Linked DNA regions of Sus scrofa: region 1 is linked to region 2. Evidence: chromatin contacts called from public promoter capture Hi-C data. All regions are on one chromosome and are shown on one strand. The core of a region is the stretch at or near the end of the contact, and the rest is flanking DNA. Distances in the headings are between cores, read along the strand shown. Region 1 holds the start of DCAF8 (DDB1 and CUL4 associated factor 8). Region 2 holds the start of USF1 (upstream transcription factor 1).

Region 1 (2,922 bases), core at 154-2,653, 820 kb before region 2:
AGCTGGAACAAAGCCAAGAACAATACCCTAACTCCTTGGGAAATTGTGGTAGGAATTTTATAATTTTAGTGGTCAGCACTTGGGCACCAGGGTAGGGTCTGTCTTGGACTGAGGAATTTAAATGCCTTCAACTCCTACTCACCTTTCCTCCTTTATCACTGAAGTAGGGCCAGGCTGAGCTCCTGAGAAAATAGGCCTGTAGATTCACTGAAGGACTAAGAAAAGTTAAAGTTTAAATGGCAAGGGTGCCTCTTCAACTAAACATAATAAAAACATATTTATGAATACATGTTAGTACTTTTTTAGACCTCCTCAGGACTATTTAGAAGCACGGTAATTTATGACTACTGAACAAGTAACTTACGTAGTTACAGAAATTAAATGAACCAGGCAAGTAATCTCCCAGCTCCACTAAAACGTAAGTCATTTAAAAGGAAAACCTGAATCTTTTCAACGCCAACCCATAACCAAACCTCTCAACAAGCCACAGAGCAGGGGGAAATCCCGGAGAGAACGTGATAGCGCTAGTGCCGGTTTGTTTACAGAGACTCCAGCAACAATCATATGAGTCAGAAATTCAAGCCACTAGATGCTTTCCAACTAACAGGGACCAAATGGGACCGTTCTACGGTGCCCTGAAAGATTTAGGGGTGAAGGGAATTACATTACAAGGGTACAGGAACAGACGGCAACAACTGACTCCAGGGTTCTTGGACCTCGGCCTTCCGTACAAGGTGCTGGGCCCGAGAACTCGGGATGGGGGAGGGGGCACACAGCGCGGTGGCCCTGAGATGACGGGGAAGCGCAGGGCAAGCCGCGTCCCCCAATCTAAAGGGGAAAAGCGCACACAAATGGGTCACCCGACAAGGCAAGACGTCCCCGTGGATTGCGGGGCATGCTCCTGGGGGCAGCCGTGGGGCTGACCTGCGAAAAGGACAGCCACTCCTCCCGGCGGTGACTCGGGTCAGAAGGAGCAGACCTGAGCCCTGGGAGCTCGAGAAAGCAGTCAAACCTATCTTAAAGGGGAACGGGGCAAGGGGGAGGGGGCCAGGCCAAGCCGGAACGAGACACGGACCGGGTAGGTCAAAGGGGGGGGGTGTCCGGCTGGGGCAGTTACAAGCACGGGAGCCGGCGAGACTCTGCAGCCCGCTTCCCGTCTTGGGTCATCCTTCTGCCAGCGGCTGCTCCGACTGTTCCAGGCCCAGCCGCCCCGTCCACTGCCGCCACCAACGCCGCCGCCATCTTACACTGGCCAGCGGCCGCCACCACCACCGCCTCCGCTCTCTGCGCTTGCGCCTGCGCTGCCACGCTTTCCGGCCCCGTTTGCGACGATGTGCTGGAGAAGACTGAGGGAAAAGTGGTCGCGCGAGCTCTCGGCTCCCAACCCTCCACCGAGGACGCATAGGGGGCGGGCCTAAGCCCAACGGAAAACGGAGCGGGCGGCGCGTGCGCATTACTGAGAAGGCGAAGTTGTTTTTGTACTGTTTGGAAGACTTCACGATCCTCGTGATACTTAAATAGAGTTAAAGGCCTTTCAGAGTTGTGGTTTAAATCAACTTCATTTCTGACGGGTTTGCAGGCAAACTCCTGGGCGACCTTCATGTTTGCCCTGTTTCTGAACAAGCAGTTTTCTCCAGATTTCTTCTGAAAACTCCATTTCCTTTGAGGATCTTAAGTGCTTGCTTTACCCTCGAGACCCATTTACCGCCCCCCCCCGCCCCGCCCCGAGCTTCCATTTACCCATTTTTAAAGAAGGGATTTAGAAGCTTGAGGTGCAGCTAAGCTATTCAAGAAGCTCTTTGAAGGGGGGTAGTGTGTCGAAGGTTCCAAAGACTGGGACAGATGATGTACCCTCTGCTTGTCTGACATCTGAAGGAAGCATGCAGGAGGCCCCTGAAAAAGTTACTCCCAGTTGCCGGGCCAGGGGCGTTTTGCCCAGAAGGCTAGGGTGTGAGGCCCCTGGTAACCTCCTCTACCGCTAACCATCCTATTATGTCATTATATATTACTTAGACTATTGCAAGAGATGCCTAGCTGGTTTGTCCACTTCCATCATTGCCCTACTAGTTAAATAAAGGACCCAGAGTGACCTTTTAAAACGTAAGCCAGGTCATAGTATTATGCTCAAAACCTCCGAAAGCTTCTCATTGTACATTAAAAATCTAAATGATCAAGAGGTTTTCCGAGGAAGGCCCTACACGACATGGCACTTATTTCTCCGATTTCATTTCCTCCCATACTACCTAGCTCTGCTCTAGCCTTACTGGTCTTCTTCTTGTCACTACAACCAAAGCATGGACAGCCTGAGGGCTTTTGTACTTGTTCCCTCTTCTTGGAATGTTCATCTACGGTATTTTTTACTAGACTCATTCTGTCCATTTAATTACATCTCTACCCAAAGGCTACTTCCTCAATCAGCTTTTAACTATTCCAACTAAAATGGTATCCTGCACTACCATCCTTCTCTGTCCTCTAACTCTGTACTTTTTCATAATTTTTTTACCATAACATTTAATCTATTATTACATTTTTATGGGAGATTTTTTTTTTTTTGGACCATATCTGTGGCATATGGAGGTGCCCAAGCTGGGGTCGATTCAGAGCTTTAGCTGCCAACCATAGCCATAGCCACAGCAATGAGGGATCCAAGCTGTGTCTGCGACCTACACTACAGCTCACTGCAAGGCCAGATCTCTGACCCACTGAGCAAGGCCAGGGATCAAAGCCGAACCCTTATGGATACTAGTCAGATTTGTTTCCGTAGCACCACAGCAGGAACTCTGATAAGTATGTATTTGTAATCTAACTGTACTATTAGAATATAAGCTCTATAAGGGCAGGGACTATGTCTGTTTCATCTTTGTAACCCCAACACCCAAGAGGGCCAGAATACAAAGTAACTAATGCCCTACCATTCTTTCA
Region 2 (2,700 bases), core at 44-2,543:
GGCCTGGGCTGCTGCTGCGGTGCGGGTTCAACTCCCGTCCTGGGAACTTCCACATGCCCGCCCCCACCCCCTGCTAGGCCAAAAGAAAAAAAAAAAAAAAAAAAAAAAAGACCCTGACACCCAGTGGGGGTAAGTGAGGGTGGCGGCGGCAGGAAAAACAAAGGGCTGAGAAGACAGATGCCTCTAGAAAGAAATAGCAATATAGTACAAAGCAATAAGTAATCCCGACAGGAAAGGGGTAAGATTTTTTTAAGTTCTCTACCTGTAAGGGTCTCCCAAACCTTTATCTTCAGCGGTTAAGTCATGGAAAGCCCATATCCAAAGTGTTCACAAAAAAGAAAAAAAAAGGAACTGAAAATGAAACTGTCCGGAGCAAGTAGCGCTGCAATTAAGATCCGGTCCCTAAGGGGGAAGTAGCACCAGTATTTCGGGACCACCTACCTCTCCATCCTCGAACGTACGGAGGAAGTGCCCCTCTGAAGCTTGCTGCGCTGACAGCAGAAGGAAGCAATGAAACAAGAGGGCAGGGCAGAGGAGGCGTCTCTATGGCCCACAGCTGTCAGCCGGGGCAGCCTCTGAGGACGCCCAGCAACGGGGTCAAGATACTTATTCAAATCTTAGTAGGGCATCCAGAAGCATTTCCTGAGCGTTAGGGGTATGCGACAGGAAAGTGGGATAGGATGTCGTAGCGTGCACGCTCAGGCAAAGGGGGGGGGGGGAGAGCCCTGGCTAAGTCTGGACACAAAGGGAAAATAATCAAGTCCCCAAAGAAGGCTGGCGCCTAGACCTTGCCTGAGAATGCGGCGTCTCCCTGCAGGCCCATCAAGCAGTAGGCGCTTAAGAGCTGAGCGCCGGTCGGGCGCGAGCCCAGGAGCCCGCGCCGTGACCCGTCCAGCCCGGCCCGTCACATCCCGAGACCCCGCTGCTCCGCAGAGGCAGGAATTGAGGCCGGGGGTTCAGCGGATCCCGTGGTCTTGGCCCCGCGGCCCGCGGCTGCCATCGAAGGAGAGCGCGCCCGGGGGCGGGGAGTGAGTTCGGCCCACAAAAGGGGGTAGGAGATAAAGATCAGGCACGGCCCCCTCCCTCCAAACAAAAGCTTCCGCCCCAGGAGTTTCTGGACCTAAAAAACGGAAATAAAATCGAAGCTGCTCTCCCCCGCCTGCCCACCCAGTCTCCAGACTCTCGTCGGGTCCTGCACTCACCAGCCAAGGCCGCCGCAGGCTCCTATTTCCCTGGACCGAGTTCTCCCTCTCTCGACTCGGGTAGCTCCTTGGACAGCTGATCATGCGCACTACCGGCTCACAGCCATGTTGGTGAGGGGCGGAAGTGTCTCCTCCCGTCCGCCCAGCCTACACAGCCTCTGTGCTGCCCCACTTCCGTTCGCTCCATCTTGCCGGGGGCTGAAGGATGCGAGCGTGTTGGAGGTGTTGCTGGGGTGGGGAAGAAGCCACGACCGGGGATCCTTGGAGAATGACACTGAAGTCCTAGTCGCTCTAGCAAGGACGGAAGAAAGACGACTAACTTGGTGCTACTATTTTTCTGCTGGACAGGGCCTTTTTAGCTCCAGGAGAAGGGCGTGAGAGAGGCCAGCTTGGATCAAGCGAGGGACATCGGATGGAGGCGCCATCTTTAACAAGGGCTCTTTGGGAGGCCATCTTGGATCAGTATACCTGTTTGTGGTTGCTTATTAGACATTAGGACATAGCTGGTATAAATAGATCTGGATATACTTATTTGTATTAGGGTTAGAAGGCACCTAAAGACCCTCCAGGGCTTCCAGTTTTTGAGAGGCTCACAGTTTCTGGGAGAGGCATCTTGATTCCCATTCTTTTTCAGTCAAGACCTACCCTCAAGTTGCGGGGGCGGTAATGAGACGAGTTCAGAGCCTGGAGCCAGACAAACTCGGGTCTCAGACCTAACTCTGCCACTTCTTGGCTCTGAAACCTTTGGCAAACCTTTTGACTTAATTTAGTTTCCTCATCTGTGAAATGGATTTACCTGTACCAACCTTTTAGAATTATTAAGTGGATTCAGAAAAATCAGGAGCATAGACTATGTGCACATAGAATACCTAGCCTTTACTGGCACATAATGAGCATTATGCAAATATAAGTTTCTCTTCCGCATTTCCTGACCACCATGAACCCAGCTCTAGTTTCCAGCCGCAGGTCTCTATGGCAACAACTGAGGAAGAGCACCCAAACAATAAAAGCAGAAAAGACAACGAATGGTCAAATATTTGAAAATATGATACCTGTCACTCAAGACTTTAATAAGAGTAATGAAACTCCACACTATTTACGTGTAAAAATACAACTTTTATTATGAGACATTGCCCCTTGGGATTCGTGGCCCCCAGCCTATCCAGACAAGTAGTCCCAGGGTGTAAGTGACATCATTCCCCTTCCCTGAAATAGGAAGTTATTCCGAAGGGAAAAGAAGAGGGCAGAGAGATCTGTACAAGACCTCTCTGTCTTGAGATGCAGGGAGGCAGAAAGTAGGGGAGCTAGGAAGGGAGCCTGTCCCTCCAACAAATACTACAGGGTTCAAAAAGTTTCTTGGACATGTTCCTCCTAAGCTGAGGAGCAGGAGGCGTTTAACAGCCCCAAAGTAGAACAAGGATGGGTAACTCTAGAAGTGTTTGTGTATAATAAGCTCCGATATGGCCCTGACCTCTGCCTTTACCCTGGACTTCCATGA

Evidence for each region. Promoter capture Hi-C pulls out the DNA fragments that hold promoters and counts their contacts.
Region 1: a promoter capture Hi-C map of liver shows a contact between it and region 2, with 3 times the contacts expected there. The contact joins the promoter of DCAF8 here to the promoter of USF1 in region 2. A contact is called at or near these places in 1 of 5 promoter capture datasets (liver) and 1 of 2 datasets of contacts at active chromatin or transcription factors (alveolar macrophages).

The regions. Positions count from the first base shown.
Region 1 is chr4:90,213,399-90,216,320 of Sscrofa11.1, reverse strand. DCAF8 (DDB1 and CUL4 associated factor 8) reads right to left here and starts at 1,403. Exons shown (of 13, transcript NM_001244434.1): 1 at 1,248-1,403.
Region 2 is chr4:89,393,788-89,396,487 of Sscrofa11.1, reverse strand. USF1 (upstream transcription factor 1) reads right to left here and starts at 1,293. Exons shown (of 11, transcript NM_001190245.1): 1 at 1,203-1,293. ARHGAP30 (rho GTPase-activating protein 30) reads right to left here. Exons shown (of 11, transcript XM_021089545.1): 11 at 2,298-2,700.